Regions from separate parts of the Oryctolagus cuniculus genome. Here region 2 is linked to region 1. Evidence: chromatin contacts called from public Hi-C data. All regions are on one chromosome and are shown on one strand. The core of a region is the stretch at or near the end of the contact, and the rest is flanking DNA. Distances in the headings are between cores, read along the strand shown. Region 1 holds the start of SKIC3 (SKI3 subunit of superkiller complex). Region 2 has its middle 56 kb from the start of CAST.

What was found. Hi-C and Micro-C count contacts between places; a contact is called where the count stands out from the background.
Region 2: a Hi-C map of an unstated tissue shows a contact between it and region 1, with 10 times the contacts expected there. The contact joins the enhancer-like site here to the promoter of SKIC3 in region 1. A contact is called at or near these places in 2 of 6 Hi-C or Micro-C datasets (psoas muscle and an unstated tissue).

Annotation. Positions count from the first base shown.
Region 1 is chr14:18,159,978-18,166,604 of mOryCun1.1, forward strand. SKIC3 (SKI3 subunit of superkiller complex) reads right to left here and starts at 3,195. Exons shown (of 42, transcript XM_008261957.4): 1 at 3,085-3,195. It overlaps ARSK (arylsulfatase family member K), which reads left to right and starts at 3,294. Exons shown (of 7, transcript XM_070056478.1): 1 at 3,294-3,565. The coding sequence starts at 3,440.
Region 2 is chr14:19,303,843-19,310,469 of mOryCun1.1, forward strand. No RefSeq gene overlaps it. Among named protein-coding and RNA genes, the nearest start is that of CAST, 56 kb to the right of the region's middle. Within about 2 kb of position 3,324, at least 7 of the 8 cell types and tissues checked have an H3K27ac peak or open chromatin away from gene starts, as enhancers often do.

The sequences.
Region 1 (6,627 bases), core at 1,945-4,444:
TCTCATAGTACAACTCATTAAGGACAGAGGTCCTACATGTGGAGCAAGTGCACAGTGTCTCCTGTTGTTGGTTTAACAATTGACACTCTTATGTATGATGTTAGTGATCACCCAAGGCTCTTGACTTGAGCTGCCAAGGCTATGGAAGCCTTTTGAGTCCACAAATTACTTAATTTGCAGACTAACTATACCAAAGTGAACCATGTTCTAAGCCATATACAGAGTTACAAGCATGTATATAAAAAGTTTCCCACAATCAGGGAAATCGTTACAATAGTTAAGACACCCACAACCCACATCAGAGTGCTTAGGTTTGAATGTCAGCTCTTTTTTTTTTTTTTAAGATTTACTTATTTATTTGAAAGTCAGAGTTACAGAGAGAGAAAGAGACAGAGGGAGAGAGACAGGAGAGAGATATCTTCCATTTATTGGTTCACTCTCCAGATGGCTGCAACGGCCAGGACTGGGTCAGGTCGAAGCCAGGAGCCAGGTGCTTCTTCCAAATCTCCAATGTGAGGTCGACGCACTTGGGTCATCTTCTGCTGCTTTTCCCAAGACATATGCAGGGAGCCAGATAGGAAGTGGAGTAGCCAGGACATGAACCGGCACCCACATGGGATGCCAGCATTGCAGGCAGCAGCTTTACCCACTGTGCTACGACATCAGCCCCAAGTACCAGCAGGTCTTCTGGGTCCAGCTTCAAACAAATGTGCACTTTGGGAAGCAGGTGACGGCTCAAGTCCTTGGCTCCCTGCCAATACCATATTAGATGTGGATTGAGTTGCAGGCTCTTCACTTTGCTCTGACCCAGCCCTGGCTATTGTGGTCATCTGGGGAGTAAACCAGTAGAGGATGATCTCGTCTGTCTGTCTTGGGTGTCTATGTGTGTGTTTCTCTTTCTCTGCCTTTCAAATAAATTACAAGAAAAAAATTTTAGATATGTATATCACACAACTATATTAGTTTATAAACTAATGAAAACACAAAGTTTTTAAATATTAAAAATGTCATCAGGAGCCTGGCGCTGTGGCATAGCGGGTAAAGCTACCACCTGCATGCTGGCATCCCATATGAGCACCAGCTCGAGTCCTGGCTGCTCCACTTCCAATTCAGCTCTCTGCTGTGGCCTGGGAAAGCAGAAGATGGTCCAAGTGCTTGGGCCCCTGCACCCATGTGGGAGACCTGGAAGAAGCTCCAGGGTCCTGGCTTTGGATTGGACTAGCTCTGGCCATTGCAGCCATTTGGGGAGTGAACCATAAGATGGAGATCTCTCTCTCTCTCTTCCTCTCTCCCTGTCTCTCTGTCCTTCTACCTCTGTAACTCTGCCTTTCAAATAAATAAAAAAATATTTTATAACATGCTGTCGCTCCCCCTCTTCATGGAGGAACGACACTAAACCCTGCCTAGGCTTCATATCCGAGTCACGGCACCATTATGTCGCTCCCCCTCTTCGTGGAGGAACGACACAGGACCCTGCGCTGTTCTTTTGTCTGCTCGGCCCTCCCCGGGTTTGCTGCTGGTTCTTCCCGGGTTGGCTACCGTCCCTTCCACCTCCGTGGAAGGGCGGTTCCCCCTGGCCACTTTCCCCACTTCCGCGGGGGAGCGGCACACCACCGGCCGGCTCTCTCGGGGGCTGCACAGGTGTTCCTTCAGATAGATGTTCCCCTTAGATGTTCCTCTTAGATGTTCCTGGTGCATGTTGTCTCTCTCCTCCTTTATAGTCCTCCTCTGCCAATCCCAACTCGGCTGCCCACACGCTGAGTACGCTGCTCTCCTCCAATCAGGAGCAGGTCCTACAGTTTATTGGTTGAACTGGAGGCAGCTGTGTAGAAGTTGTTACTCCCTTCTCAGTGCCATATTGTGGGAGAGCAGATGTATAGAATAAGTCTTAATTCCAGTAACTTAGTCTAGTCCGAGTTGCTCCCCACAACATACCATCAGTAATTTAAATAGCCAGCAGCAATATTGACCCAATTGAACATCTACATCCCTGAAGTGGCTGGTATACAGCAGACACTCAGTAAATGCTTAGTATAAACGGCTTGTGAATGTTAAATAAGGTCTGTCCCTTGTTGCAATTTTTAAAAATTTCTTTGAAAAGCAGAGGCAGAAAGAGGAGAGATCGCCCATGTGCTGTTCATTCCCCAAAAGTCTGCAACAGCTGGGGCTCCGCCGGGCTGAAGTGAGAGCTGAGAACTCCATCCGGGTCTCCCACGCGCGTGCCAGGGACCCACGTACTCCAACTTTCACCCGGCGCCTCTGAGGGTGCACATTAGAAGGGCGCTGGAATGCGAAGTGGAGCCGAGACTTAAACCCGAGCACTTCCACATGGCTTGCAAGTGTCCCAAGCGGTATCTCCTAACCACTAGGCCAAATGACCGCCCCTAAAATTATTTCATGCAAAACAAACAGAAAACCCAAACTGGCAGTTACCAGCACTGAGTTGATTCTGTGTGTTCTAAATGGTGCAACTGCTCCTTCTCCTATCAGAACAGCACAAGGGCTAATGTGATGTGCAAACTGCATACCTGAAGCCATGATAATGAAATATGACTTTGGCTCCAGGTCAGCCACCTTCTTCTGGAACCCTCCAAAGGCGTTCTACACTCAAGAGGGAGCAGCGACTGTTCTGCGGCCAAACGGGGTGTTCTGACCCGAACACGTCACAAGGCCAACACCGCGTTCCTCCGACATCCCGTTCCGTCCTATTCCGTAGCTCGCCCGAGGCCAGGCACCCCCGCCCCAGGCTCCACTCGGCCGGGAACCCGCCCCTCGCCCCGCGAGGGCGCAAGAAACCCCCACCGCCCGGGCAAAGGCAGGCAACAAGATGAGACTGAAGGGCCTCGGAACAGCCACATCGCACCTGCGGCGGTGCAGCCAGAGGCCGCGCAGGGATCCGCCCCGCCCAACTTCAGTGACAGCCCCCCGCCGCCACCTCAGCATCGCCCAGTTCACGCTCTCGCCACGCTGCCACGCTCGCTCGGCGCGAACCCAGCAGCCCCAGCCTGCCGGCCCTCCTCTCAGCATCACTCCAACCACTTACAGGCTCCAACCTCTGCAAAAGCGACGAAGACCCGAACTCACCTGGGACAGATACAGCTGTTCTACAAACGCCGGGACCGGGGGCGGGAGGTGGGGTGGGGAGGAGAGCGCATGCGCATCTCCCAGGCCCTGTTCACATGACTGGAAGTGGGTGGGGTGGATGTAGTTCGCTCGGTATTTGATGAAAAGGCCTTACGCACCCGATCGGCGGCGGCGGGGAGTCCTCCCTTACGTACGTGCACGCTCTAAGCCTGACGGGAGTTGTGGTTCTGCGGCGGCCGCCGAGCTGTGTGTGGACGCCAGACTCTGAGAAGAGTTGGTGGTCCTCCCTGCCCTCCTCATTCTGAATTCGTCCGGAATTCCATAGAGAGAGGGCTGGCGGCCGGCGCTCGGCGCGATGCTGCTGCTGTGGGTGTCGGCGGTGGTAGCGTCGGCGCTGGCTGCTCCGGCCCCCGGGGCAGGTGGGCGGAGGCGGGGAGCGGTCGGAGCCCCTAACGTGGTGGTGGTCGTGAGCGACTCGTTCGTGAGTACCGGGAGGGCGAGGGGCGCCAGCAGGTCGGAGGAGCCCGCGGACGCGGTCACCGCGCTGCAAAGCACGCAGTAGCTTGAGACCCCGGGTCACGCGCGTGCACTACCCGCTCGCGAGAAGGAACGGAAAGCTAAGTTGATTCGGGTGCAGAGAACGTCCATGCCTAGTTTCTTCACAACATGTATTTTCCGTGGACTCGTTGGAGTTGGACAATTTTTTGCACCAAAACTAAACTTCCTTTTTATCTCGCTTTCCGCGAACTTTTTGAAGTACCGCCGTGTGTTTGCATACATATAAGACACACCCGGGTACCATCTTCGCAGATTGTTTTTCAATGCTATGCTCGACACAGTAAATTATTTTACTACTACCTAATGAACGTGCAAACCCCCCATTTGTTGCCCCTATGGAGAATATAACATTGAACATCTCCCTAAAATGTGGCCAGCATTCCAAAAGTCATTTGTTAGACCACCTGCAGTTTGAAGAAATTAACTTTATGATCAGGTATTTGATGATCCTACTAGTGCTGATTTTAAACGAGTTAGCTGATAGAATTGGACCCGTTCAGTCGTGTTCCAGAGAAATTGAATGTGTGTACACACAAGTTTGGGGAATCACAAACTTGAACAGTTTTTGGAACTTCCCTAATCCAAAGATGGTGATATCAACCTTACCTGATGCTTTTAGTATTATCCATGTTTTTTTTTTTTTTTTTAACATTTATTTATTTATTTGAAAGAGTTACAGAGAGGCAGAGGCAGAGAGAGGTCTTCCATCTGCTGGTTCACCCCCCAAATGACCGCAACGGCCAGAACACGGCCCAGAGCTGAGCTGATCAGAAGCCAGGAGCTTCCTCCCGGTCTTCCCACGTGGGTGCAGGAGCCCAAGCACTTGGGCCATCTTCTACTGCTTTCCTAGGCCATAGCAGAGAGCTGGATCAGAACTGGAGCGGCCAGGACTCAAACCGGTGCCCATATGGGATGGCAGCACTGCAGGCGGCGGCTGTACCGGCTGTGCCACAGCGCCGGCCCCAGTATTATCCGTGTTTTAATAAATGTTGGTTATTAATTATAATATTTAATTACATGGTTACATAGGTTGTTGATGTTACCCATGTCTTGCGCTAAAAGTCGGTTTTTGTTTGTTTTTATCTAATTGAAAGGCAGACAGAGGGAGTCTCCCATCTCCTGATTGACTCCCGCAAAGTCCCAGGACAGCTGGGCCAGGAGCCTAGAACTGGAGCCAGTTCTCCTGAAATGGCAGCAAGGCTCCAAGTGCTTGAACCATCATCACCTGAGGCCTCGCAGGGTGCCCATTAACAGGAAGCTGGCAGGAAGCAGAGCTGGGACTCCCACCTAGGCACTCAGATACGGGATGGGGCATCCCAAACAGAGCCTTAGCCACTGTACCAAATGCCTGCCCCGTGGAGAGGGGTTTTAATCCCTATGCTGGATCACCTGTCTCTTGATTAAAGTTACGTAGTCTGGATTTACCCATCAGATTTGTTGAAAATATTACTTAAGTAATTTTGTGATTATCTAAATGTGGAGAATGAGCAATGCTGGAAATTAACAAGATAGGGAGTGCCCTTGAACTAGAAGGGAAGTGAAATGAGCCTCGTTGTGCGGAAGTTAAGTTGTTTTCAGTGTATTCCTTATGGGCAGGTCTGCAGCCAGCGTGAGCCGACACAGCTGTTTCCAGCTGGGGTGAGCCGAGCAGCCAGTTGCGAGCTTGCTCAGAACGCGGCATGATCTGGCAAGGCAGACTCCTTCATTCCCAAGAGGAATATGGGTGGTACATCACAACCTCCTAGCAATTTCCAAAGAAAACCGAGATGTTTAGGTTTGTTAATTTTTTTAGAGTTGTATGAATGCATACATTTCTTGTACGTTTGTGTTTAAAGCTTTTGTATTCACTACTTGTTGAGATTCAGACTGTGCATCTTTGGCTGGTAGAAGCCCCTCGGGTTGCTCCCCATTGTGACCCCTCCCCAGTAGTAGCCAGCAGCTTGCTTCAGCAGAGTTCTGTGTCCACCTTGCATACTTCCTATCTCACCTGGTATTTAGAAACCCCATTCTGCAAATCAGGGTTTTTCTTGCTTCTAGATCCTTCCAGTGGGCATACTTAGAAAGCATACATGCTTTAGAGGAGAAAAATAGATCTACTGATAATTCCATTTCCACCCTAAGATTACAGGTTACTTATTCTTTTTTTTTTATGCTTATATCTCTTTTTGCTTCATAACAAATATTTTAATTCCTGAATACATTAATACAATTCCTTTTGCTTCATCTAAACGTATCTCTACTTGTATGTATTGCATGTATGTATGTATTACGAATATGAAAATAAAATGGCAATATAACTACAATAATGATAGTTCTGAGTGCCACTTAGTTTCTTTGCAGTTTTTGACTTAGGTATTTTCAACTACATAGTCAAAATACTGAGGTTTTTTGGTAAAGTTTTTTATTTATTTATTTGAGAGGTAGAGTTACTGACAGAGAGAGGGAGAAACAGAAAGTTCTTCCATCTGCTGATTCAGACCCCAAATGGCTGCAACAGCCTGAGCTGAGCTGATCCAAAGCCAGGAGCCAGGAGCTTCTTCTGGGTCTCCCACATGGGTGCACGGGCCCAAGGACTTGGGCCATCTTCTGCTGCTTTCCCAGGCCACAGCAGAGATGCTGGATCAGAAGAGGAGCAGCTGGGACACAAACCAGAGCCCATATGAGGATGCCAGTATGCAGGTGGACGCTTAGCCTACTATGCCAGGGACCTGTGGGGAGCAACTGGGAGCAACTCGGACTAGACTAAGTTACTGGAATTAAGACTTATTCTATGCATCTGCTCTCCCACAATATGGCGCTGGGAGAGGAGGAAACAGCTTCTACACAGCTGCCTCCAGTTCAACCAATAAACTGTGGGACCTGCTCCTGATTGGAGGAGAGCAGCGTACTCGGCGTGTGGGTAGCAGAGTTGGGATTGGTGGAAGAGGACTATAAAGGAGGAGAGAGACAACATGCACCAGGAACATCTAAGGGGAACATCTATCT
Region 2 (6,627 bases), core at 2,074-4,573, 1.1 Mb after region 1:
GGCTTTGCAAGTTTCAATGAGACTGGGGCACAGAACGTCAGCCCCAAGGTCCAGCTTTTCTGGGGTGGCTTCTGCTCTTGGGGTGTGTGTTGGTGAGGAAGAAAACACCACCCCAAGAGGAGGGGATGCCCCAGACTGGGGTACCCAGAAAAAACTCCACCTCTTCCCAGTTTTCTCTGCTGTGATTTACCAAAGAAACTGTCCACTGGCAGAGCAAAAGGACACCCTGTCTACCCCGCCTCGGCAACCTTTGGGCAACATTTTTTATGCTTATATGGCCCATATTGTGGTTGATCCTTTCCTTCGGAACACCCTTCCCCTCCCTCCATCTGGGCACCCACTTGTCTGCAGGCTCCTTTTCCAGGCCGACTGGCCCCTGGAGGCCTCTCTTTGCTCTTGTCGTTGGACACATTTCCTGATGAAATGCAATGCTGAACAAGTGTAGAAGCAGCGAGGATGATGCAAACATACAATGTGAGGATGACCAGGAGGGAGCTTCCCCTCGCTCAGGCCAAACAAGGCAAGAGGAAGCAGTGCATCCCGGGAAGCCGGCCTGCTCAAACCCCCTTTCCCAGCCTGTGGTCAACAGGACCCCCAAATTCCAGAGCCCTCTGTACTTGTCCACACGCTGTGTGCTTTGGTGTCACCCACCCTATCATGTGTTCCCAGTGCCAGTGTGACTTAGCTAACCTGTGAGTCCATGGAAATAAAGAATGTATATTTTCAGTCTCTACCATACTTTCATGGAGCTTTAGGTAGAAGACTCTCAAGGAAGTAAAACTATGCGGTTATTTTAAGATTTATTTATTTGAAAGGCAGAGTTACACACACACACAGAGAGAGAGAGAGAGAGAGAGAGATCCTTGATACACTAGTCCATTCCCCAGATGGCTACAATGGCTGGGATTGGACCAGGCCAAAGCCAGGAGCAGGAACTCTATCCACTCCAGTCTCCCCTGTGGGTGCAGGAGCCCAAGTACTTGGGCCATCCTCCGCATCTCTCCCAGGTGTAATAGCAGGGAGTTGGATCAGAAGCTGAGCAGCCAGGACTTGAACTGGTGCTCCATTTATGGCATGCTAGTGTCCTAAGATGTAGCTTAGTTGCTGCACCACAACTTGGGCCCCCAAAACTAACTGGTTTAAATTTTTAAATACCCTGTTGGAAAATTCCTCACACTTTTTTTTTAAAGATTTATTTATTTGGGGCTGGCACTGTGGCACAGTAGGTTAAGCCTCCACCTGCGACACTGACATCCCATATGGGCGCTGCTCTACTTCTGATCCAGCTTCCTGCTAATGTGTCCTAGGAAAGCAGTGGAAGATGGCCCAAGTGCTTGGGCCCTTGCACTCATGTGAGAGACCTGGAAGAAACTTCTGGCTCCTGGCTTCAGATAGGCCCAGCTCTGGCGGTTGTGGCTATTTGGGGAGTGAACCAGTGGATGGAAGACCTCTCTCTCTGTCTTTCCCTCTCTCTGTCTGTTACTCTGCCTCCCATGGTGCATAAAAGCAGGAAGTTGGAATTGGGAGAAGAGCCAGGATTCAGACCCATGTGCTCAATTATGGGATGTAGGCCTTCCACCCAATATCTTAATCAGTATGACAAAACACCTTTCCATAATCTTTTCTTCTTGTAAGGATTTCAGGCAGAGAGTATTAGGCTAATAATAAACTTAAAGATTTATTTATTTATCTGAAAGGCAGAGTTAGAGAGAAGGAAAGGCAGAGGCAGAGGCAGAGGCAGAGAGAGAGAGAGAGAGGTCTTCCATCCGATGGTTTACTTCCCTTATGGCCACAATGGCTAGGGCTGGGCCAGTCTGAAGCCAGGAGCCAGGAGCTTCTTCCAGGTCTCTCACATGGGTGCAAGGGCCCAGGGACTTGGGCCACCATCTTCCACTGCTTTCCCAGGTGCATAGCAGGGAGCTGGATTGGCAGTGGAACAGCCGAGACTTGAACTGAGGCTCATATGGGATGCCGCTGCTGCAGACCAAGGCTTAACCCTATATGCCACAGAGCCAGCCCCAATTCCTACTAAATGCCTCCAAGTTCATGGGACCAGTCTTCCAGAGTTAGAACAATCAGCTTGCTCGGCTAGGGTGTCTGGGCTCCCTAGGAAGAAACTAGCTGCAGTTGCTGGGGCAAAGGAGGTGCTGCGACCTCACCCCTGTGGGTTTTATGTTTGTTCACTTTACTGTCATGGTTTGGTCACAATCATAAGTACAGTTTTTGCAGGCTCATGACATCTCCCCCTCCCCTCCATGTAATTGATGCCACCAATCCATTCACCGTCGGTGGACAGCCGTAGTTCCCGCATCCAAGCTGTTTCATTGAAAGCATAAACTCCCGTATTGCAGCCTGTTGTTCAACGGCTAGACACTTAACCTAAGCAGAATGCTTACAGGGGAAATGCATTAAAATCCCCTCCAGCACCAAGTTAAGAATGCTGTTCGTCTATCCCTTAAGGAGATAGAGTCAGAATCCCTACAACCAGGCGGGAGAGTGCAAAGGGGAAGTCACAACTCCGCTCTGCCTGCTCCCTGCAAGCAGCAGGACAAATCTGTCTCTCTGATCTGGCTTCTCCCAGTGCACCTGTCACAACACAGCACCTCGGGCTGGAGCCTCCCTAAGGCCCCAGATGACCACGCCATTCCGAAGTCCCGGGTCAGGGCGTCGGTTCACCGCTTCTGCGGATGAGGGTTTGTTACGTTTCACTTCCAGCCCCAAACCAGGAAGTGCTTTTTAAGATGGGCCCAAGGCAAAAGCAATCCAGCCCCAGAAACAAAACCCGCCCGACTCCAGAAAGGCTGGGGGGGGGGGGGGGGAGGCTTGGATCGGAACCCACGGCCTCCTCCCCAAAAACGTCATGCAACTCTCCTAATTGCCAAAGAATGCCGAAGTCACAGACAGGCGCTCGCACCCACAGACCCGCTTGCTGTGTGTTCTGCTTCCTTATCGGGGCGGCCCAGGCCCTGGCCGGCGACATTTGGTAAACCAGGGCAGATTGCAGGAAAGGGGCCGAATCCGCCAGATTCCCCGGCGCGCACGGGCCACGCCCGGGCCGCCGTCCAGTTGCACCAGTGCGCGGCAGCCCCGGCGCGGTGGGGGAACCCTACAGCCCCCTCAGCGCCCTTCTCCAGACCCGCGGGTCCCGGAGGCTCCCAAGCGAGGACCCGGGCTGAGCGTCTAGGGCCGAGAGCCAGGGGACAGCTGCAGCGGGAGCCGCTGCCCGCACCGCGCAGGAAGGGGAGGGCCCTATAGGGAGAGGGGGGCCCGGCGCGGGCGCAGGGCTGGGTCGGAAAAGCTGCCTCACGGCCGCGCCCGCCGCACCCTCGGCCGCGCGCCCTGCCCTCGGCCGCCCGCCCGGACTCTGATACAGTCTCTGCCGCGCCTTCCCGGAGGCAGCGCCGCAGCCTCGCCATGTCCCAGCCGGGCCAGAAGCCCGCTGCTTCCCCGCGGCCCCGGCGCGCCGCGGCCAGGCACACCCAGGAGGTGAGTGACGCTGGCGACCGGGGGAACCCCCTGACCTGGGGCTCCCGCCTGGGCCCCCGCCGGGCCTGTCCTCCCGGGTGGGCCCGGCTGCGGGCCGGGAAGGGGCTCCGGCGGGCTCGGCGGCCGCCGCAGGGCAGGTGGCCGGAGATGGTTGGGCCTTCGCGGGCAGGGGCCAAGTGCGCTGGGCGTGGCGCAGGCCGGGTGTAGAGGGGTAGGGGCGCATGGAGAAAAGTTGGCTGGAGAGACTGGAGTGACGGGAGGGTGGGCACAGAGCGGGAATGAAGTTTATCGGGGTCCCCAGAGTGGGGTCGCGGCGCTGAGCTCGGGCTCTTGTCTTCGGTGCGCAGTAGGGCCGCAGGGCGCGGCTGCCCGGAGAAACGACACCGGAGGCGGGGCTGAGGCCAGGGGTGAGGCTCTGTGTAGGGGCGGGGACCCCACCGGCCCCGCCCCTAGGTGCCGCCCACCTGGCGCTCTGGGGAGCTGGTGGAGTCCAGCTCCAGCCGCACCCGCGCCAGGCACAGTGTCAGCCGGGCGCCCAGCAGCGCACCCCTCGCCTTCCCGGGCTTCCCCGTCGCGCCGCTCGGACCCTGCCGGTTGCAGCCATGGCGTTCGCGAGCTGGTGGTACCAGACGGTAAGTAGGCGCGCGTGCCTGGGCAGGACCGGGGAGGGAGTGTGTGCTCGCTCTGCCTGGAGCCTTCCGTGCTGCGGACGCGGCCGGGGTGGGGACCAGGTGCGGATCTGCGGCCGAGGCTCCCTCCTGCGGGCTGCTGCGCTCTCCTGTGCAGTGGAGCGGTCACTGTTGCTGGTGGAATCCCGGCCCCGGCGGCGGGGTCCTGGGTGAACGCGGCCGCGGGACGCTGCAGCTCGCGCGCAAGGTCTCTTTTTAATCTCTCAGGGACGCTCAGAACTTGGCGAGGATAGGCGGTTCCGTGCGTCTTCTCGAACGCCGAGGGAGGGAGGCCGCCGGATGGGGGCGCGTAGGAAGCCAGGAGCAGTAGGCAGGGCGTGGAGACTGGTGCTGAGAGGGAGGGGACGGGGTCCCGCTCTGCGCCTTGCTGGACTGCATGGGGGACACACACGCGCCTTTGGTGTCACGTCCTACCAATTAGGCACGATATCGGGTCAAGCCGGCACTTGTCATGCTTTGAAAGCAGGAAGCAAGGTGTCCCATTCGATTGCGTTCCCGAAAAGTATAGAGAGGTGTTACTACGCAGAGAGCGTTCCTATGGATGTCCCTTTGAGTTAAAAGTCAAGAGTCTCTCTGAGCGTCTGGTGTTGGCAGAAGCGGAGGTGTTGTGCTCAGATCCTGCGGAGTGGGGAGCCTGGCGTTGGGATCCGGAGGCGTGATCATCCAGCAGGCATTTACTGGACATCGGCGACGTGCCCGGCGGTGCACCAGTCCCCGGGTACCCGGCGGGCAGCAGGTGGCCGAGAGTCTGCCTCCTGGGACCTGTTTCCATGCTTGTGAAGTCAGAGTGAGGGGCACGCCGTGGGGACTGGGGAGGACTGGCTGGATTTCTACATCTGGATTCTGTGTGCATGGACTTCCAGGGACCCGGAATTCCACTTTGGCTTTTTGGTGAATGCTTCCTATTGCGTTGTCTTGGCTTTTTGAAGGTAGTGTTTTATAGATGTACCCAGAGCAGAAGTTTGCTTTGAGTCATTATTCCAGGGTTCTTATCTAAAGGCCCCACTGAGGCGTCTGCAAACACAGATGGCACTGGATCAGAGTTGAGAGTAGACCTCCCCTTCCAAACCCAGATCCTCTATACCGTTTGTGAGCAAACTTCAACTTTCCTAGGGCCGGCGCTGTGCCACAGCGGGTTAAAGCCCCAGCCTGGAGTACCAGCATCCCATATGGACATTGTTTGGGTCCCAGCTACTCCTCTTCTGATCCTGCTCTCTGCTATGGCCTGGGAAAGCAGTAGAATGGCCCAAGTGCTTGGGCCTCTACACCCACGTGGGAGACCCAGAAGAAGCTCCTGGCTTCAGATCAGCTCAGCTCTGGCCATTGCAGTCATTTGGGGAGTGAACCAGCAGATGGAAAACCTTTCTCTCTTTGGCTTTACCTGTCTCTGTAATTCTGTCTTTCAAATAAATAAAATAATTCTTTTAAAAAAAGCTTTAACATTCTCAAACCAGTGCTTTCTAAGAGACATTAAGAGCCATATACATGGGAACTTTAAATAGTGGAGAAGTGGGATTAAAACCTAGGTTTATTTTGGTGCATAAAAATTTGAAAGCCAGTGCGTAGTTTCTTTTTAATACACATTTTCCATGAACTTTTTGAAGACCATCTGTATGCATAGATTTCAAAATTTTTTGTACCAAAATATTTTAAAGTATTTATTTAAATGTCATTGAAAAGCAGAGAGACAGGGACAGATAGAGATCTCCCATCTCCTGGTTTGCTCCCCAAATTCCTTCGACAGCCAGCACTGGACTAGGCCAAAGCCAGCAGTTAGGAACTGAATTTGGGTCTCCCAGTGGGGTGGCAGGGACCTAACTACTTGAGCCATCACTGCTGCCTCCCAAGGTGCACACTAAAAGGAATCTGGAATTGGGAGCAGAGCCGGGACTCAAACCCACGCACTCTGATGTCAGATGCACACATCCCAATTGGCTAAATGAATATAATATATTATACATAATAATATAATAAAGATAATCCTAAACTTACCTTTAATTTTATTTTCCAGAAACATTTTGAAGTGTACTTGTATATGATGTAAGATGTCTAGTAAGCACTTTAACAAAAGCAAAAAGAAGCAGGTGAAATGAATGCCTATAATGTATTTTATTGTGTTATATTAATAGATACTGGGCCCTAGATATTATTTCAGCATCTATGTAAAACATTGAAATATTGTCCATGCACATTTTTCACTAATTCTTCACAATCCAGTATATATGTTACACTTTCCATACATCCTAATTCATACTTTCCACATGTCAGGTGTTCAGAAATCACAGTTGACAAGTGGATATGCTATTAGACAATATAACTCTGGACCATGGGTTCCTAACCTTAAAAAAAAAGTGACTTTATAATCATAGACCATGCCAAGAATCGAATAGAAGTTATGGATTATTTTCCCATAAAACACATACACACATGTACACAAATGCAGTTTCTCATA